Linked DNA regions of Mus musculus: regions 1, 3, 4, 5, 6 and 7 are each linked to region 2. A link is a contact called in public ChIA-PET and HiChIP or PLAC-seq data. All regions are on one chromosome and are shown on one strand. Each heading gives the region's core, a stretch centred on a gene start, on an enhancer-like site or on the middle of the called end of the contact. The rest is flanking DNA. Distances are from core to core; before and after follow the strand shown.

Evidence for each region. ChIA-PET counts read pairs in DNA pulled down with a chosen protein or histone mark. HiChIP or PLAC-seq counts read pairs in DNA pulled down with a chosen protein or histone mark.
Region 1: an RNA polymerase II ChIA-PET map of memory CD8 T cells shows a contact between it and region 2, with 37 read pairs. The contact joins the promoter of Asf1b here to the promoter of Ier2 in region 2. A contact is called at or near these places in 4 of 39 promoter capture datasets (the C10 cell line, cranial neural crest, hippocampal neurons and 1 more), 5 of 115 datasets of contacts at active chromatin or transcription factors (bone marrow-derived macrophages, double positive thymocytes, effector CD8 T cells and 2 more) and 1 of 9 other capture datasets (liver).
Region 3: an RNA polymerase II ChIA-PET map of memory CD8 T cells shows a contact between it and region 2, with 12 read pairs. The contact joins the promoter of Dnaja2 here to the promoter of Ier2 in region 2. A contact is called at or near these places in 2 of 39 promoter capture datasets (neural stem cells and pre-B cells) and 1 of 115 datasets of contacts at active chromatin or transcription factors (memory CD8 T cells).
Region 4: a contact with region 2 is called in an RNA polymerase II ChIA-PET map of memory CD8 T cells, with 10 read pairs. The contact joins the promoter of 4921524J17Rik here to the promoter of Ier2 in region 2. A contact is called at or near these places in 1 of 39 promoter capture datasets (erythroid cells) and 2 of 115 datasets of contacts at active chromatin or transcription factors (effector CD8 T cells and memory CD8 T cells).
Region 5: a contact with region 2 is called in an H3K27ac HiChIP or PLAC-seq map of thymic regulatory T cells, with 6 times the contacts expected there. The contact joins the promoter of Adgre5 here to the promoter of Ier2 in region 2. A contact is called at or near these places in 6 of 39 promoter capture datasets (the C10 cell line, cranial neural crest, liver and 2 more), 1 of 484 Hi-C or Micro-C datasets (B cells) and 5 of 115 datasets of contacts at active chromatin or transcription factors (bone marrow-derived macrophages, embryonic stem cells, kidney and 2 more).
Region 6: a contact with region 2 is called in an H3K27ac HiChIP or PLAC-seq map of trophoblast stem cells, with 4 times the contacts expected there. The contact joins the promoter of Pkn1 here to the promoter of Ier2 in region 2. A contact is called at or near these places in 2 of 39 promoter capture datasets (the C10 cell line and pre-B cells), 2 of 484 Hi-C or Micro-C datasets (B cells and CD4 T cells) and 2 of 115 datasets of contacts at active chromatin or transcription factors (effector CD8 T cells and trophoblast stem cells).
Region 7: an H3K4me3 HiChIP or PLAC-seq map of embryonic stem cells shows a contact between it and region 2, with 7 read pairs. The contact joins the promoter of Adgrl1 here to the promoter of Ier2 in region 2. A contact is called at or near these places in 1 of 484 Hi-C or Micro-C datasets (embryonic stem cells), 2 of 115 datasets of contacts at active chromatin or transcription factors (embryonic stem cells and thymic regulatory T cells) and 1 of 9 other capture datasets (adipose tissue).

Annotation. Positions count from the first base shown.
Region 1 is chr8:83,954,299-83,956,998 of GRCm38.p6, forward strand. Asf1b (anti-silencing function 1B histone chaperone) reads left to right here and starts at 1,396. Exons shown (of 4, transcript NM_024184.2): 1 at 1,396-1,639. The coding sequence starts at 1,531. Gm10644 (predicted gene 10644) reads right to left here and starts at 1,035. Exons shown (of 5, transcript NR_169070.1): 1 at 805-1,035.
Region 2 is chr8:84,661,443-84,664,244 of GRCm38.p6, forward strand. Ier2 (immediate early response 2) reads right to left here and starts at 1,410. Exons shown (of 1, transcript NM_010499.4): 1 at 1-1,410. The coding sequence starts at 1,309. The coding sequence ends at 644.
Region 3 is chr8:85,554,044-85,557,058 of GRCm38.p6, forward strand. Dnaja2 (DnaJ heat shock protein family (Hsp40) member A2) reads right to left here and starts at 1,318. Exons shown (of 9, transcript NM_019794.5): 1 at 1,127-1,318. The coding sequence starts at 1,204.
Region 4 is chr8:85,431,423-85,434,122 of GRCm38.p6, forward strand. It overlaps 4921524J17Rik (RIKEN cDNA 4921524J17 gene), which reads right to left and starts at 1,419. Exons shown (of 4, transcript NM_025722.3): 1 at 1,237-1,419. The coding sequence starts at 1,302.
Region 5 is chr8:83,740,012-83,742,772 of GRCm38.p6, forward strand. Adgre5 (adhesion G protein-coupled receptor E5) reads right to left here and starts at 1,300. Exons shown (of 20, transcript NM_011925.2): 1 at 1,096-1,300. The coding sequence starts at 1,126. Gm46046 (predicted gene, 46046) reads left to right here and starts at 1,275. Exons shown (of 2, transcript NR_168527.1): 1 at 1,275-1,605.
Region 6 is chr8:83,697,847-83,700,546 of GRCm38.p6, forward strand. Pkn1 (protein kinase N1) reads right to left here and starts at 1,333. Exons shown (of 22, transcript NM_177262.4): 1 at 1,121-1,333. The coding sequence starts at 1,141.
Region 7 is chr8:83,898,824-83,901,523 of GRCm38.p6, forward strand. It overlaps Adgrl1 (adhesion G protein-coupled receptor L1), which reads left to right and starts at 1,275. Exons shown (of 23, transcript NM_181039.2): 1 at 1,275-2,101. It overlaps Gm26721 (predicted gene, 26721), which reads right to left and starts at 904. Exons shown (of 4, transcript NR_166528.1): 1 at 358-904.

The DNA of each region.
Region 1 (2,700 bases), core at 146-2,645, 710 kb before region 2:
GATACCTCTTTCAAATAAAAGTGGACAGTCCCATGCTAGGTTACAGACCTGTTTGAAATGTGAAACACATACAGGATCCCAAAGACTTCTCAATGAGTAAAAAGGTGCAGGATAGCTCATTGGTGTTTTTAGAATGGTCATATTTGAAATGATTATTTTTGTCCTATTTAGTTAAGTGTCTATTAAAAATCATATTCATTGCTTCTTGGCCTTTTTGCATTGGCCAAGTATGAAAACTAATTTACTTACTTCCCCAAACTCACTGTGTAGATCAGGCTGGCCCACAGAAGTCTGCCTACCTCTGAGTCCTGAGATTAATGGCACGCATCTACCTTTCCATTTTGTTTTAACCTTTAAAAGATGTGATTGGTAAAGGTTGTGTAAGAAGCTATGACAGGGTATAAAGAACCAGAAAGTAAGGAGAAAAGGTAAGTTTCACAGACAGCGGCAGTTAACTGGTTTGGTTTTGGATCAGGGTTTCTCTGTGTAGCCCTGGCTGTCCTAGAACTTGCTCTGCAGACCAGGCTGGCCTCGAACTCACAGGTCCACCTGCCTCTGCCTCCCGTGTGCTGGGATAAAAAGCGTGCGTCACCGAGCCCGGGCTGAAAGACAGAGTGCAGAGGCAGGATTCAAACCCTGGTCTGTCCACGAACCAGAACTCCCTTCGGACTGAGACTCGATCCTGTATCCCCTCTCATCGCTACGCCATCTTGTCTCAGGGGTGATCTAAACCTTCTCGACAGTCTCCTCGACCATGATTTTCAAAGGTAGGAACCCCTCAGGGTAGTCCCCAGAAACGCTCACCTGCTGACAGCCGCCTAAACCGCCCAGGCCACTCTCTCCTCCTTAAAGCTTTTCACTGTGAGGGTGTGCGATTTCCACAGCTCTCCAGCCCGGCGTTCCTCACGCCCACCATAATAGCCAATCACGTCTCAGAAACCCGCTTACGGCCACGCCCACGATCGATACTCAATCACTGCGAGTGCGAGTGCCGTCTTCTCAGCGCGTTTTAGTGAGAGTCGCGCGCCACCGTTCGGCCGTTGGTGGCGCTGCTCTCTGTGAGGTGCGTCTACCGGAAAAGCGGAACGAGGGGCGGGGGATGCCGGTGCGGTAACCCTTGGGATTGGACAAGAGAAGTTCCGCGCTCTAACTCCGCCCACCCCGGAGCGAGCTATTCCAGTCGGAGACTCCAGGGATTGGTTCCCGATAGACCTTTACGAAGCTAAGAGATTAACGTTCCGCCTCCTGGGGCCCGTGAAGAGGGAGCTTCTCTGATTGGTCTGAGGGTCCAGGCGCGCGCCTGAAGACGCCTCGAGATTGGCTGATGGCTCGCGCCGTCATCGGTCCTTAGCGGCGATTGGCTGGAAGGCGGAGCCGGCTATTTGAAGGGAGCGCGCTGAGCGGAGGAGCGCTTCAGAGGGAAGAGTTGGGAGACGCAGGGAGGTTTCCGTCCTGTCGTCCCCCCCTTCTTCTCTGTCGCAAGTCACTGTGAAGAAGTCTCCACAGCAGCTGCGGCTCCCGGGCGCGGTGATGGCCAAGGTGTCGGTGCTGAATGTGGCTGTGCTGGAGAACCCGAGCCCTTTCCACAGCCCCTTCCGGTTCGAGATCAGCTTCGAATGCAGTGAGGCCCTGTCTGACGGTGAGGCCGGGCCTGAGCCGGGGACCCCAGACCCTCCTGCCCTCGGGGTTTCGCCACCCCCAATCTCCCGGGGCCAACTAGATCTCCCATTAGATACGCCTCCATGGCCCAGCTCCGGTCTCTCGGTGGAGCCGGCTCTGTCCAGTGTACATTGTCTGGTGGAGGCCTCGTCACCCTTCGTCTTGCACCGCTTGTCCTTGTACGCTTTCCCTGGAGACCCGCAGCCACGCCTTTTCCCTATGGCTAGACCCCGCGTTGATGCCCTTCCTCCTAAGAAACCATCCACGTGTCCTATGGAATCCCAACCTCCAGTCCCGTCCCCCCCCCTTTTCCTTGTGGGTATCTTTTCCTACAAAGCAGCCAGACTCTTCTGTTGCCCTGTCCGCCCATGTCAAGACCTTCTTCACCCCATGGCTCCCAAAAACCCCCTCCCCAGACAACTCCAGATTTGTCCCCCACAACTCCTGCTTGCCAACCGTAACAACATGGTGTTGCCTATAAGCCTTCTTCCTTTAGGTTAGTCCCAGATCCTATGTCTGAGCTCCCTCTGAGGAGAGATGGGGGCTTCTGACTCCAGGCTTTGTAGGTAACTTGGTCTCCCCAGCTCCTGGTCTGGGTGAATGTCCTGAGGTGAGGGGTGCCACAGCCAGGCAGGCCTCTTCCAGTTTCTGAGATTTCTACTAGCTGCCAGCTAACTCAGTGCAAGGAACCCCTCATCCCTTTTGATGGGCTGACCTTGTCTGGGGAGTGGGTGGACTGACCAAACAGGGATGGGATCCAACTTCCATCAACTGGGAGGCCACGGGCTTTTGTGGATCTTTCACAGAATGACTTAATTCATCTGTGGGACATAAAGGTGGACATGGCTCTCATCACACAGATGAGAGAACAAGAGCCATAAAGAGCAAAAGACTTTCAAATAAATCCATGAACATGTAAACTGTGAAGTCACTTTGGATTCTCAGCTCCCCAGCAAAAGGCAAGTCCTGTTTTCAGAGGACCTGCTTTCAACACTCCACGAGACCATTTCTCTACTGAGTGTTGAAAGGATGTAGCAGCTG
Region 2 (2,802 bases), core at 160-2,659:
GTAAAAAAAAAATTTTCTTTCCTGCCCGAAGAAGCTGTGTCTACGGCAGCAACTACGACCAGCGGCCCACCCGTCCCGCGGTGGTCCACGCCAGGCGATCATCTAGGTTGACCAGTCCCGGGGTCTCCAGCCACTTCAACTCTGATCGCAGATTTGATTGGTTCAGTTCAGGCTCACCCACAGCAGCCTGTGGGGGCGAGGTGACTCAAGTCACTTCCCAGTCCCTAGGGCGGGTCCACACCCTGGCCTCCTCCCAGGCCCCACACCCACGCAAGGCAACAGGAAGCACCCGCGTCTGTCCCATGACGCAACTCTGACCGCTTGCACAAGCGTGCCCACTTGTAGGGGCCGAAACGCGAATGGTAGTGAAACGGCCTTGAAAGGGCAGCCTGGCCCCTAGAGAGTTCGACCCTGAGATTCAAGATCTAGGTGTCCCTTCTCCAAGCCAAGGAAGGGACAGTCCTTTAATAGCACCTATGGACGCACGTCTGGGAGAAGGCGCCCGCGCCCCTCGCTCCTCAGTCCTTCCCCTGGCCTCTCGGCAGCTCGGGCCGCGGCTCTTCTTCACGGCCCCCGCCGGCCTTCGCCTCGGGTGTGCGTTCTCCGCTCCGGTGGCGCCGCTCGAAAGAAGCCACCAGAGCTCTCAGAAGGCCACCACAGCTCGCACCAGCACGTTGAGCATATTGTCGGCCGGGCGGCAGGCTGGCTTGGCCTCGCACGTGGGGGGCGTCGGCGGGGGCACGGCGGGTCCACAGTTCAGGAGACTGGAGAAGCGCCTTTGGAGGACGCGGGCGAGGTTAGGGAAGGCACCTTCGCTTTGTGCCGGAGGAAGCTGCAGGCGATCGGGAACCTCCGACGTCGCCTCCCCCTCCACCTCTTCTAGACGGGCCTTCTTGCTTGGTACCAGTCCGGCATCACTACCGTCGCTCAAATCGCTGCTGCTCCGGCGCTTGCGGCTGACTCTAGCGGGGGGCGGGTCACAGAGCGCAGGGGTCTCCTGGACTCGCAGCACTTCCTCTTGCGTATCCATGGGCTCCGGAGGCTGCACGGCTTCGGGGGACGCTACTTCCACTGCAACTTCGGCTTCCCGCGGCGGGTGCAGGCGAGGGTCAAGAGCCCTGCGGGATGGCGGGAACTCGGGCTGGTGGGCTTCTACCTTGGCTGAGAGGTAGACCTCTCGAGCGCTGCGCATAACGAGGGACAGCTGCAGACTCCGGTGGAGTCGCAAGCCACCTCGCTGCATGCGAGAGTGGTACATCTTCCATACCGACAGAGTCATGATGCGCTGCGCTTCTTTCTGTACTTCCATGCTTGTTCGACGAGAGTAGTTAAGTCGAGAATGGGTTAAGACGGGCGGTGCAGCCCAGACGACAAGCTTACAGCAGCAGGTACTCTGCTAGACGTTCGGGCGAGGGCAGCAAGCCGGAGCCTTTTAATATACTGAGAGTGACGTCACTGCAACACCACGCCCAACCAGAGGGCCTCATCCGGGCTTTCCACAGTGGCTAGCGAGTCCTTAAAGCAATAGGGATAAATTTACGCCTCGAAGGAAAAAGGACTTAACTACTGCAAGGAAGAACTTCCCCACTGCACCTTAAGACACTAGGTTCTGGGTTCTCAGAGTCACCAACGGGCCAGAGGATGAGGCCCACCAACGAGACGGATAGTGGGCGGTAATCTGACTGCAGTGGGGAAAACCCGGGACCGGGGTACATTCCCCGAGGGCACCGTTCATCTTGCCTACCAGCCTGCTAATTAATATTTTTTGAACAGTAAAAACGCTGCTACTTATTAAGCAGTTACTACACGCCAGTTACTACAGTGTTGAACTTTCTCTTTTTATTCAATGTCTCTGATCTCTCACCTCCACTCCATAGAAGATACAGTTTTCCAGGTGAGAAATAGGCAGCCACCTGACCAATATTTACTAAACGAATGATTATATGATTATACTATGGCGAAAGGATCAACTAAAGCCTGCAGCCCTTCTATCTCCACCTTTCTGGACATGGGTGGAAAGTGGGCACGGACACTGTACCCCGTAACCACAGATATCCACCACCTCACGACTGCTCTTTACTTTCAGCGTTAAAGATCTCCCAGTTTTCCGCAACCCAGTGGCATGGAAGTCCCAATGTCCATAGGGCCTGCGATCTTCCCTTGTCAATAGAGCAGTTTTCTGCCTTCATGCCCTCGTGAACGGAATTACTCCAAGAAAGACAGATATCTGGGTCGAGATGGCACAGTGGGTGGAGCCACTTGTTGCCAAGCCTAACGAACTCAGTTCGATTCCCGGTCCCACCGGTCCCACGCCGTACAAGAGAACAGACTTCTATACGATGTCTCACACACACACACACACACACACACACACACACACACACACACACACACACACACACACACACACACAGTAACAAAGAAAAGAAAAAAAGAAGTCGGTTCCACTTTGCATCACTTCCCAAGAAAAACTTGCTTCTAGTTGCAGAAGGGAGAAAAATTCAAATAACCCCTTTCATTTGCTGTGCAGGCCCTTTAAGAAACACCCCCTGCCAGCGGGCAGACTTCCCGCCACTGCAGCCGGCCGACTTCCCTGGCTAAATTTGGATGTAATGACGTAGGTTGGCGCCGCGAACCACTTCCGGATGCCCATATAAGAACAAGGGCAGCCGGTCTTAGCCCGAGGAGAGGGCTTCCGGGGCGGGGCCCCTTCCATCGGCGAGCACGCCCCTCCAATCCAGCCCTCAGGAGCCTAACTAAGTGTTGTCTCGGGTCGTTCGAGTCTGTTTGGTGCTACAGTTC
Region 3 (3,015 bases), core at 68-2,567, 890 kb after region 2:
GCAATGTTCTAAAGTTACAGCCTTCCAAAAAATGTCACTTATTATTTAACGTTTTCCACTTCAATAGTATTTACTAATAATATACCCAAAGTTACTGAAGAAAAATACAAATAAAACAACAAAGAAGATACTGAAACATTTTTTCTTTCTTTTTTTACAAACTATTATCAAATGTCTTTGATGGCCAGTAGCCAGACCAAGGAGACCACAATAACCAAACAAATTTTAGATTGAGTGACTACGTTTTACAGAAACTCAAGCACTACTACAAATTAAGCATAGGATACTTCTACCAAGTATCTCTCCCCATGCTGGCTGGCTCCTCTGCCTGCCCTCTAACAGGACACCCAGGAGGTCCTAAGTGATGTTTTACTCGCACACGGTCGGCTAACTGGGGTCTTAGGTGGTGGTGAAACTACATACTTTCAATTAAGCGATGTGGTTAAGCACCATGTAAGTCCTCACACAGACTCATGAATTATATAACACAGCCTACCATTTCCGGTAGGGTAACAGGAAGTCTTTTTCTTTGGACTTTACCAGTCCCAGTACTTACGGGACATTCTTATTTTTCTCAGTTTACAAATGCGGATTGGATCCCGACAGCCAGAGAAGATGCTGACTTTATTAATACCCCAAGTCCCGAGATGATTTGGAACTACTACAAAGGACAACAATAAGACGTGTCTTATTTTTAGGGAGTGCACGCTCAGGTGTTTGGCTGGGGCACACGACTCATCCCCGAAGCGGCCACGGGGTATTTAGATCTCCAGCCCACAGAACAATGCTTCCAAACAGACCCACGCCGCTCCAGCTGCCGGGCGAGCGAGGCTGAGGGAGGAGCCTGCTCAGCGCCGGGGGCTGCGGCCCTCAGCCCCACACCGGCGCCGGCGGTCAGCTCCTCCCCGGCCCGGCGGCGCGAGCACCGCGGTCCGACCTGTTTTTCCGGGTGGCCCCGGGCGCCGAGCTGGCGGGCCGCGTCTGCGCAGGGCCGGGCGGGCGGAGGCCCAAGGTCAGCCGAGCCGACTGCGCCCCCGCCGCCGCCGCGCCTCAGCCCGGCTCAGGCCGCCCAGACCGCGCAGGCCCCGCGCCCTCGCCCCGCCCGCCGGCCGGCTCGCTCCAGTACCTTCTTCAGCTCGTTCTCGCTAGCGCCGGGAGGGACGCCCAGGATGTCGTACAGCTTCGTGTCGGCCACGTTCGCCATGGCGGCCTGCCGGGCAGCACTCGCAAGCAGGCGGCGGAGCGGAAGGAGCGCGACCCGGACCACGAGCGGCGGCGGCGCAGGCCGAGGAGACGGCGCGGGGAGGCAGGCGGGGCTGAACTTTGACCCGGCGCAGCGCCATGACGTCGCCACAAGGCCCCGCCTCCGGGGCCGGGCGGGGCGGGGTTGGGCGGTGGGCGCCCGAGAGCGGCTGGTGGGGCCCTTTCCTGTCGCCGCTCCGTGACGCGCGAGCGACCGCGGAGTGGAGGGGAGCGGTGTGCGGCGTTCATAAAGAACTCTCGGTGCGGCTGAGGCCTGAGGGAAAGAAGCCGGCGTGGAATCCTCACGGGGTGGTCCCCCCGGGGCCACGGTGAAAAACAGCACGTGGGTGTGAGTGTGTGAGGTTCCCAAATAGCGAGTTACGCCCGTGATGTGATTTCATCAACACCTTCACTAACTCATTTCATCTCCTTAACTTCCCCCTCAGCACCTCTGCGTAGGGGAAACAATTTCATTCATAAATACTCAGATTTATACCTAGCAGACGAGGTTTTAAAGGCATAGCCATCCTGTCACATCGGAGGAAAGGACAAATCTTTTTTACACATTCCCAGTTGGTTTCGGGGCATCCAGATAAACCAAAGTCACCCTGTTCCACCGGGATCATGTGTTCAAGTGTCTCACTTGACAGCTTTAAAATTAGCTAACGCCAAAGGTTTGGTTGGCATAAGACAGTATGGCAGCGTGCCGGCACTTGGTGGCTGTCAGTCGAGTTTCGTTTTGCTTTAGCTTGAAAGATTTCTGTGCTTTACCACATTCCAGAATGTATAGCTTGCCTTCCAACTGGTTTTCCGATAGTAAAACACTTCTGGTCAGTTGAAAACCTGAACTGGGAAACAATTGCTCATTGGCCATAAGTCTGTCAGTGGAGGTGATACACCTTTCTTGTTATTCTTCTTGACCGAGTTTTGGAGGTCCTTCACTGCCGTGCTAAGACTTCTGAAATTTAACCTGAACGCTCAGAAGAGTCTCATGAGAAGTTAGATGCTCCTTCTGCTATTCAAAATGCCCCTTAACCTGTAGTGTTTTCCTTAATTCATAACCTGGTGAACCTTCCTGTCTTATTTGATGTTCGTTTTCCTGATAAGTATGATTTATGACATGAATGCTGTTCTCACATGTGAGTCAAAATTCTTTAATAGAATATAGCTTATCTATCTGGTTTCCAGGACTTATTTGGAGGTTTCTAGCAGGGGACCACAGCTATTTTATACCCTTTTGCCAAAGATTAGCCTCTCTTCTTGATCAAATACCCAGTTTCAGGAAGGGACATACAAAGAAGAAGAGGGAACACTCACCCACACACCCAGATCAGCCAAAATAACCCTGGGGCAGATGTTGAAGTCAGATCATCCTTCTTCTGACTTTGAATTTTACAAAGACCCCTAATCATTCAAGAGTGTAAGTCCTGAAATTAGATTGTATAAGCTGGGAGCTTGGCTCTGCCTTCTTTTAACAGTAAGCTTGGCTCTGCAATGTATTTTCTGAGGTTACTTCCTCAGTGCAAGATGCTATTTATTTTTAATGGTATTTATGGTCTGGGGATGAGGCTTAGCTGGTAGAATGCTTGAGTAGAATACACTAAGGCCCTGGGTTCAGCCTCTAGAAAAAAGAGAAGAAAAGATAGAAAAAAACAAAGGGGGAACTTTGATTCAACTACTCTAATTTTTTATTTAGGCTGCTCTTTGGCTTTGTAATAAATCAATGAATGAATTGGCTTTTTGAGGCCCTGATTCAATCCCCATAACTGCAGA
Region 4 (2,700 bases), core at 169-2,668, 770 kb after region 2:
GGATCTACCTCAGGTAGTCAGGCTTGAGCAGAAAGCACCTTTACCACCTAAAGCCATCTCACTGGCCAATAACCAGGAAATTAAAAACAGATATTTTCCCCAAAAGATTATTTTATGCCAAGTAAAACAAGGGACTTGTGCCCTACAGAAACAGAATGCATAATTCATACTGTAAAAGCCTTAACTGAAAATTATTTAAACATCAAAGTAATCTGCCAACAGACTGATCACAAAGTGCAAGTTTGCTACAATTTAGTTGGGTGGAAAGAATGAACGTAACTCTACATTTTGGAAAACATGACTGTTTTGATATTGCAGACTGGTATGCTCTATCGACTAAACTTGCACAACTTTCCATCATCAGCATTTTTAAACATTGCCTATAAATCATACTGAATAAAACATGTAACTTTTTTGTTTAAAGATTTTAATAAACCTACAAGGACACGCCCTAAATAATATACTTAAATCAGATTTTAAGTCTCCACCCATTTCCAATTACTCCAGAGAGAAGGAGGGGGGAGGGGAAGAGAGAGAGGTAGTCATTTTAGGAAGATTCAGGAAAAAGAAGTACAGCCAGATCTGCATGCCGGCATGAAGGCCTAAGGATGATTTTAATGGAATGAGTTTTTGTTCATCACACTATAATTAGGCGTACTTAAATGTAGGAAAAGAAAAATGATTTTTTTAAAAATTACGACTATTACTCCATGAGTTCAGTCTAAATATGAATGATTTCAAATTCACGAATCCGCATATTTAAAAAAAAAATCTGTAAGCAGACATGTCAAATTTACAACAGTAAATAGCACGAATGGGACGGGGCACACGCAGAGAGGAAGAGCCTCAACGCCGACTTTATTCGAACCGTGTTCCGTTAACAACGTAGTGGAAGGACTAGAAACCACACATCAAACTGGTTGGTTTTTTTGCGGCGTTCCGGAAGTCCACAAATTTGCAAAAAAGTTAGCACCATTACTGTCCTTTTGTCTGCTTTATGCTGCCACCCAGGTGGCGGGGAGCGACAGCTGAGAAGCAGCACCGCACTCTCCCCAACCGCGAACAAAGCCATGCGGGGCGGCAGGGGTCCGCGGGCCGGCCCGGGACCAGAAGGGGCAGCGCCGGGTCCCCGCTCCCAGGCCCCCGCCGCCCGCGGGCCGCCGCGCACCGCCAACCGCCGCCGAGCAACGGCCACCCGCCCTGCCCGCCCCGCCCGCTCGCGCCGGCCCAGCCCACCTGTTGGTCGCACTCGGGGCACGATTTGGTGGCCATCTTCACTTTCTTGGCTCGAGTTGCAGACATGCTCCCCTCCTGAGCAGCGGTGGAAGCAGCGCCGTGCCTCCGCTGCTCCACACAGCGCGTCCTCACTCCAGCCGCGACCCAGCCGTGGAGGCGCGCGTGCGCGTGCGCGGGGCTGCGTGCGGGTTGGAGGAGGGGGGCGCCGCGGCCCTTCCAGGGAAGTCCCATCGCCACGCCCTCTAAGGCGGTGGACCGCTCGGGGGCGTGGCTCCGACGAGACTCCACCAACCAACGCACAGGTGGGCCGAGCCCTGGTGCTGGGCACGCCCCCTCGTCGGCCCCAGAACCAGAGCCTGAAATGGTTACTGGCAACGGAAAACCTCTCTGCAAATGTCAGCAATGCTAATCCGAGAGAAATTATAATAGACACTCGATGAAACCCCTAGGCTTCCAGCGTCAGGGGTATAAACTTCACTATTCATTAAATAATTGCCTACGATCCACTATTAAGCACACCGAATAAGAAATGTCTGCCTTCAAGGAACAGTCTACAAGGCTTTGTTTTTGGAGGGGGTGGAGAGGTTGGTCTGGTTTCATCTTGTGTATCACTGATACTGAGTAGTTTAAAATTAAAAGCAAATTATTTGAAAAGTGAAACAAAATGCTGTGCACTCCTATCATCCCAGCTTTCACTGCTCTTGTTCAGATCTACAGTGAGAGAGCAGAGAGATATTTTTAAACTGTAGTTTGATGAAGAAAGGAGCATGAGCTGGGTATAAAGTTGCAGAAAAGGGAGGGGTAACACACAGAGCATCTGCCATTGTTAAAGAGACTCCTCATACTCTGTACTATAGGAAAGGTATCTCAGGACAAAGACACTACCTGTCCAAAAAAAAAAAATCTAAACGTGTGAAAATGTAAAGTCAGTTAAAAGAAGTGTGTGTGTGAATAGAGTCCTTAACACAAGGGTTCCCCAATCCCAAATAACCCCCTAAGGAAGTCTCCAGGATCAGCCTTGAAGGGACACAAAACTTCTGCCACTTTGGATCAAAGGGAGCAGATGACATCTGGAGCTGACAGCATTATCTTGGGCTACTGGTCTTGCAAGTAAGAGAAATGTAATGTTCACTGCCTGGACACACACACGACCTTTACTCTCTCAAGAGGGCACACTAAGCCCGGTGTGGTGTCTGCACGCTTTTAATCCCAGCACTCAGGAGGCAGAGGCAGTCGGATTTCTGAGTTCGAGGCCAGCATGGTCTACAAAGTGAGTTCCAGGACAGCCAGAGCTATACAGAGAAACCCTATCTAAAAAAAAAGAAAAAAAGAAAGAAAAGAGGGCACACTAGGGAGATGGATCACAGGAAGAAAGAAAGTGGGCTTAGAGTTAGTGATTTTTCTGTATCAGCTGGGGTCAGAACTCACAGTCCTGTTTGATTGCCAAGTTGGAAAAGAATTGAC
Region 5 (2,761 bases), core at 50-2,549, 920 kb before region 2:
TGACCCAGCTTAGTGACAGCCAGGCAGGCCCCTGCAGCTGTTTGCCACCAACTGTGACACCCTGGGACTCTATTTCCTGGTTCTAGGTCCATGGCTACTGAGCTGCCTGCCACCTGTCACTAGCACTCAGGCCAGTCATTGTGGTTAGGGTGACCCCAGTTTGTGCCCCAAGTTCCATATCTTGGGGTAACTCCAGCTGGTGCCCCGTTCCATTTTTTCACTGTTTGTTGTCAAGTTACTTAGGTGACTTAGCCATCAAACAACGGTTGAGGCACCCAGGGTGGGGCGGGAAAGTCATGATGAAAGCCAAGTTCAAACCACAGCCTGGTAAGTTCCTTTCAGCCAGCAGCTCCGTCCCAGACAAGTCCCAAGGAGATTCTCTGCCTGTTCCTGGCACGGAGACAGCAGGGGACAGACTGGGGCAGGGGGAGTTCCCACCCTCGAAGAAATGGGCACCCTCACGTGGGTTTCTCTTCACATTGAGAGCGTCTGTTTGGGCAACAGTTTGCAAAGTGTACTTTAACCTACAGTTCTTTTTAGCTTTTTTTTTTTTTAAACTGTATGTGTTTTGCCTGCATGTATGTTTGTGCACTGCATGTATTATTGTACACTGCATGTATGTCTGTGCACTGCATGTCTGTTGCCCGTGGATGCAGAAGACAGTGTGAATCCCCAGGAACTGGAGTTACAGACACTTGTGAGCCACCATATAGGTGCTGGGACCCAGCCAGGTCCTCTCTTAATGCTCTTGACCTCGGCACCACCCCAGCCTCTAGCCTGCATTTCTTTTTCTTTTGTTCTTTTGAGACAGGGTCTTGCTGTGTAGCACAAGCTGACCTGAAATTGGTGACCCTGCTGCCTCAGCCTCCCTAATGCCCTGTGACACCATGCCTGCTTTGTTACCCTCTTTAACTGCCCCCGTGCCTCAGTTTCTCCCTCTTAGTCTCCAAACTGGCAACACTCAAGCCCATTAGGATCTGACACCCCCTGGAGAGCCCTCTGGGGCGCACAGGTGCGCCGGCTTCGACTGTCCCTGCCCCTCCTGGCCACGTCCCGCGAGTTCCCTCCCGGCTCCGCGCAACCCCGAGGTCTCACCAAGCAGGCCGGGGCATCTGACGCCCCTCATGGTGGCGCGGCACGGAACGGACAGCGTCTGGGGTTGATAGAGGGCTGTGGCGGCCGGCTGGGCTGGGCTTTTATGCAGCGGGCGTGAGCAGGGCCCTCCCCGGAACTGTCCTCCCCGCTGGAAAGTAACAGGAAAGTGCCGGGGAAACAGACCCAGGGCGCGCCGCGCGCCCGCGTCTGGAACAAACGCAACATTCCTCCCCCCCCCCCCCCGCGCGCGGCTCCGACACCCGCCCCCGCGGGGAGCTGGGTGGTGTGGTTCAGGCGTCCTGGGACGGGGACCAGGCACATCGGACAGAGCTGGGTGGAGCTCCCACCCGAACGATGTCCTGGGCGACCCTCGCCTTTCCCATCAGCAGGACTTGTCGGCTTCTTTTCCAAGAGAGAAACTGAAGTTCAGAGAAGCCAGGGGCCAAATAAGAACCAGAAGAGGACTGAGGGTCCTGCCGGGCTGACTGTCCAGGAACGAGAGACATCAAGGTTTGGAGATGCGGCTCAGTGTGCGCAGTGCTTGCTTAACCTGCCCGAGGCCCTGTCTAGCCTCAAAGCCACATAAGCCGGCAGAGGACCGCTAGCCTGTAATCCCAGCACTAATCAGGAGTTCAACTCATCCTCCGTTTTGTCGCTTTTGAAGCCTGCCCGCGCTACAAAAGACCTTGCCCAAAAAGACAAGGGGTCATGGCATGGCTGCGTTGGCCTATACTAATACCGTTCTCTGGAAAGCAGAGGCTAAACCGGAGGCCGTTTTTGGCCACTTAAGAGTTGCAGGCCAGCCAGGCCTACGAAGCATGAGTCTATCGCAAAAATAAAAAATAATAAAGTGGGGGAGGGAAGTGCTACCAAGATGGTTCAGCGGGTAAAGGCACTTGCCCCAAAACCTAACGACCTGATTTCTGATACCCAGGACCTCCATGATGGAAGGAGAGAGCCAACTCCTGGAAGTTGTCCTCTGACCTTCACGGGCACACGGTGCCACACACAAACCCAAACACTAAATAAACAAGTCAATAAATAAAACGTAATAAGGGGCCGGGCAGTGGTGGCGCATGCCTGTAATCCCAGCACTTGAGAGGCAGAGGCAGGCGGATTACTGAGTTCGAGGCCAGCCTGGTCTAGAGAGTGAGTTCCAGGACAGCCAGGACTGCACAGAGAAACCCTGTCTCAAAAAGCCAAAACAAATAAACAAACAAAAAACGTAATAAGGACTTAAAATAGAGGAAGAGAGAGCTTTGACCACGGGACATGGCTTACCACGGCAGGGCTTTTTGGTTACACGCACTGACCTTGCCACAGTCTATAGAGAGTCATGTGATGTACACTGGCTTCCTGTTTGAGTTACTTGTGTAACTATGGTTTCTTTTCATGTGTGTGTGTTGGGGGCGGGAAGAATGCCAAACCCAAGGCTTTGTGTATGCTGGACAAGCACTCTACCAAGGGAACTACATTCTCAGACACATCTAGTGATTTTTCAAAATATTGATTTTCTTTTTCTTTTTTTCTCTGAAACACGGTCTGGTCTCAAACAGCCCAGGCTGTCTTTCAACTCTATGTAGCCTAGGATGGCACTGAACTCCTGACTTCCTGTCTCCAAAGCCTAAGCCTGCTGGGATCACAGGCATAAACTACCAGGGGTGTC
Region 6 (2,700 bases), core at 83-2,582, 960 kb before region 2:
GGGGACCAAGATGTAGGTCCAGCCTCATTCTGGGAATCACAGCCTCCATGTGCGTCCTACTCGGGACACACCAAGCACATGCATGTACTGGGACAGCCCTGCACAGCCCTCAGTGGGCTTGAAGGGGAGCCGGCACCGGTGCATCAGCCTGGAGGTCTGACCTTGTGAGATCGGCAGCACCAGATACGCCCAGCTCCTCGGCAAGGCCGGCAGGCCATCAGCAGGACTGGGGAAGACGGGTACAGAAGGGTACAGGGGAGACATGGGGGCAGGTGTAGAAGGAGATGAGAACCAGTTACACAGGACAATGGACTGCATGGTGACGAATTAATGGAGCCACAAAGATACAAAGATCTCAGATTTTGGGCCACTGAATTAGAGTGGGGAGTCAGTCACCCCGACCCTGACCCTGCTTCAGTAACGCCCAACAGGTCACACAGGGAAGGCCATGTGGCTGGCAGATGCCAGTCACAGGTGTCTGTTGCGAGGGAGTAGAGACCCAGCCCTGTCACCTTCCAGACATAAAATCCTTCCTGTCTGTGTGACAGGACACGCCCCACCTGGGTTACAGCTCCATCTGTCAGCCTGAAGGGTGGTTATGGGGAACAAGGCGGAAGGAGGAACCCGGCCTCAGGCCTAGTGAAGTGACTTAGACACTTCCTCCAACAGGTGCCCATCTGGGTGGCGTCAAGACCATCGTAAAGACGTCTGCAGGCGGGGGTGGCCCGGGCTTTGTTGTGCGGGGGAGGGGATCGGGCCGGGCACTCCTCCGGTCCGGGGCAGGGTGCCAGGCACCTGCTCCAGGTGAAGCGGCACCTGACAGAAACCGAACGCTGCAGGACCCAGAGTAGGATGTGGGGACGACAGGCACCGGGATCCGCAGCTAGCCTCGGACACCGAAGTGGGGACCCCGCTACACACGCTGACTCTCGGGGAGGGCCAAAGGAGGGGATGCTGGGGTAGAATCCCGAACAGCACCCCTTCCTCCGACCCGGTCGGCGCCTCCACCTGCTACAAGGGCCCGCGCGGGCTCCCGATGGGGACCTCGTCCGGGACTCTACCCGTGCCTGGGGTCCTCCGCGCCTTCTGGCCGCCCCGCGGGTGCGGACAAGTCGCCTACCTGTACGGCGTCGCCGGCCATGTCCTCCGGCCGCCCGCCAGGGGTCCCAGCGCCAAGGAAGGGCTTGCGAGCGCGCGGGCGGGTGCGGCGGGAGGCGCGGCGCCCAGACCCTCCCAGGCGCGCGGCGCGCTCCGGCCTGCTGCGCTCGGCCCGGCCTGGCCAGGCCTCCGCCGAGCTGCGCCCTCCGGCCCCAGCGGCTGCAGGGTGGGTCACGTGAGCGCCGAGGTCCGCGCCTGGGGAGGAGGCGGGGCGGGGGCGGGGCTCCCGGCGGCCCCCGGGGCTTGCAGCGGGGAAATAGGGTCCCTGTTGGCTGTGGGGTGCGGCAAGCGCTCCTTGTAGCGTAGGGGACTCTGAGCGGGCCTAAGCGACCGCGAGCCTCAGAGGCCTTGTCCCCCGCCTCCAACCCCTTTGAATGCAATGGTCACCGTCCACCACCACCCTCGACACACACGGCCCAGCTGCACAGAGGCATCCTCCCTCCCGTTTCCCGGGAGGCAAACACAGGGAGAGCCTGACTTCAAATCCCAGTGTCCTGGGCCTTGGGGGAACACAATACCCCTCAGGACTAGGATGTCTGTAAAACTTGAGGAAGAGTAGGGCAAGTGTATAGATCCCAAGTGCACAATAAATGCCAGCAGTTGTCACTTTTAGCTCATTTTTTTAAAGACTTTATTTTGATTCATGTGTGTTAGGAATAAGTTTCGGGGTGGCAAAGAAAGAGACCATCCTTCAAAATGAAATGTCCGAACAAGGCAAACTTTACTCTTCATCAAGACAGTGCGCTGCGGAAAAGCAAAGAGAAGACAGGAAGTGCATATGGTTTCTATTCTAACTCAGGTGACCTCGCAGTCTTATTCAATTGGCTAGTCTGAGAAAATTGGCGCAGAGGAAATTGAAGGGGAAAGGGGTCACTGCTCCAAGCGATCAATTTCCTAGAATGGAGCGGGGGGGGGGGGGGCGCTTTGTATAAACAAAAGTTTTACTGGGTGAGGAGGATTAAAACATCTCCTTAAAAGTCCTATAAGGTAGGAGAGATAATGATTTTAATTACTGTCCAAAAGACTAATCTTATACTATTTGCTAGAAAAGACTCATATTTAATTTCTTGCATGTGTATATATGTGTTTCTTTGTGTGAGTTATGCACATGTGTGTGGGTGCCTCTGGAGGTCAGAAGAAGACATGGGATGCCCTAAAAGGAAGTTATAAACTGTTTGTGGACTGCACCACCTGGGTGCTGGGTCCAGACTTGAGTTTTCTACAAGAGTAGTATTGCTTCTATCTCTTCAACTCCTATTTTAATCTTTATACCATTTATTGAGTGTGTTCACGTGCATGTACCACACATGCCAAGCCAAATGTGTGGTGGCCAGTGAGTGACTTACAGGATGGCTTTTCTTCTGCACCCTATCATTTGGGGGGGGCACCCAAACTCATCTTCCTAAGCCCTGAACAGGCCCAATACTCCATCACTGAACTCTCAAGACTACAGTAGAGGCTTCCTTCCTTGTCCCCCAGCCGCCTCCTCCTTACAGTCTCTTCCCCAAACCGCATACCAACGGAGCCTAAAGTCTAGACATT
Region 7 (2,700 bases), core at 25-2,524, 760 kb before region 2:
AAAAAAAAAAAAAACCAAAAAAACAAATAAACTATAAGTCTAGGCAGTGGTAGCTTTGGCTCCAGATATTTGGGCCAGGTCGACCCCCTTTCCCATCTAGAGAAGCAATCCTAGGCTTCATCTGTAGCTGGGGGGCTGAACCCAGCCTCTGGCTTCACTCACTAAGTCCAAAGCCTAGGAATCTAAGTCCGATCCGCTGCCCTACTTCTCCGAGTCCATCACCTGCAGTGTAGTTCTTACGTTGTGGAAATCTGCACCGGGCTTTTGCTCTCGCCATCAACCTAAAATTCAATTTTTTTTTTCTTCCCTACCCACCCCCTCCAAAACCAGACGCTTGAGGCGTTTATAGATACTAACCTCTCCTCCGCTCCTGCAGCCTGGTCAGCTCCAGGACCCTGTCCGGTTGCCAAGGCTCTCTCTTCTGTTTGGGGGAGGGGGGCTGTTCTCATCCCATCCTACCTACGCTCCAGTCCTGGCTTTGCGTCCCTCCCTCGTTTTTTTTTTTAATTAATTTATTTATTTATTTTTTTATTGTAGGTCTGGTCTCCCAGGGTAGCGGGATCCACACCACATCCCCTTCCTGTCGCATCACCCAGGATCCAGATACTGCTTTTACCTGCCGGCTCTGTTGCAGCCAGCGCGCGGGATCCTTCCATACCTCAGTCCAGCCCTCATTTTGTCCCTCCCCACCCCACGTCGCTGTTAGGAAGATGGGGGACAGCCTACGCTCTTGTCAGTCACTAAGCAGCACTCCCTCCGGCCCTCCTGCAATCCCGGGTGGGAGACGCTCTGGTCCAGGTCTTTTTTGTTGCCACCGCACAGGCCTGACGCATTACTCCATCTCCCTTGGAAGAATCCGGACCGAAATTTGCGTGCCTCGAGTGCATCTGGCCCTGTCGCAGCTACCTCCCCTCCCACTCCTACCCCCCCACACCGCGCCCCTCCCGTCCCTACCCTCTCTGCCAAATCCGGACCAGGTTTTGCGCAGTCCTTGCACAGCTCTCCATTTACCCCTCACCGGCTAGGCGCCTTTCTGCACAGCACGGCTGCAGAGTCCGTTCCGTTTTTTCTTGCCGCCCGTCGCACCCCACCCCCCCCCAGCCCAACTAGGGGGATCTAGCGCGTCGCCTCCCTCTGCCCACTTTTCCTTGGGGGAGGCGAGTGGAACTCCAGGCCAGGTTTCCGGGCCCTTCCTCGGGGCGCACGGGAGGGCTGCGGAGACTAGTCCCCGGCGGGTAGTCCAGGCCAGGTTTTGCGCTTGTCCGCCGCCCCCCTCCCGGAGCCGGCGGGCCCGGCAGCGCCGAGAGCAGGCGGCTTGTCATTGCTGGTGCCCCGCGCCCGCTCGCTCCGCGAGTCCTGCGGTGCCCACGGGCCCAGCCCCGCGCCCCCTGCTCCGGCCACCCCGGGGGCGCAACGCCGCCGCGCCTGCTTCCAGCTGTGTAGCTCCGGCCCCCTGCGGGCAGCGCGAGCGGTCGGCGCGGGAGCAGTCGGCGCTGCGACGCCCCCGCCCCGCCGTCTGCCGGAGACGCCCCGGCGGATGGGGCCGCGCGGGCCCAGGAGCGGCGCCGCCGGGCGGCGGGGGCCTGCGCGGCCGCCCGGGCAGCCGCGTTAACCCTTCGCCCGCTGCCGTCCGGGGGCGCTGGGAAGTCGCCTGGGCACACACGTGCCGCCTCCGTCGGGGCCGCGGAGCTGCGGGGGAGATGCGGGCAGCCGGCGCCGCCTCGGGGGGCTCCGCCTCGCCCCAGCCCCCCGAGCTCTGACGCCGCCCCCGCCCCTCCGCCTCCACGCCTCGCTCCCCGGGAGGGGCGCAGACCCGCGCGCCCGGGGCCGGGGCCGCCTCCGGAGCGCCGCGATCCGCCTTTTCTTTCCTTTTTTTTTTTTTTTTTATACTCCCCCCCCCCACCCCTTCCCTTTTAAATTTTGGTCGGTGGCGGCGGTGCTGGGCCGGAGGAAAGAAGGGACACGGAGTCCTCCCTCGCTCAGCCACCCCCTCCCCGCTTCCCCCTGGGCCGGGCTCCGGGAGATGTGCCGGGCGGGGGGCCCGGCTTCGCGGAGCCGCCGGAGGAGCGCGCACGGCCGACCCCGAAGCGCCGCTGGACAGGTGAGTGTGCGGGAGCCTCAGGCCACGCCGCACCTGGGCCAGGTGTGCGCGGCGGGAGGGGCGGGGAGCACCCTACCCCCGCCCGCCGGGGGCTTGGTGAGGGTGCGGATGGGCGGCCGCAGGGTGCCCTGCAGGGGGAGGGGACCGCTAGTGTGCCCGCGCGTGGCTGCGTGTGCCCGCGCGCGCGCCGGCCTTTGTGGGGAAGCGGCGCGGCGGTGCCTGCGTGTCCCCGGTGCGTGTGCGCGCGGGTGCTTGGCGCCCTGTTTGTGTAGGTGTCTGGGTGTGAGTGGAGAGGGTGCGTGTGCGCGCAGCGCGCGGGCCCGGGCTCCCCAGAGAAGCCATGTCGGGGGGCTGGCACCGCAGGATGCTGGGCCAGCCCCCCCCCCCCCCCGACATGGCTTGTTTTTCTCTGGGAGGCAGTGGCGCTAATGGTGGTTGGGGGTGGTATGGGGAGAGGTATGTCTGGGTGTCGAGTGAGTTTCAGCCCGGAGGGGTGCTTTGGGCAACCCTGGTGCAGTTGTGAGACATCTTCTGTTAGTGGTACCCTGTTAAGCACGGATGGAGGCTGTCAGGTTGGATCTACCGGAACGAGCTTTCTC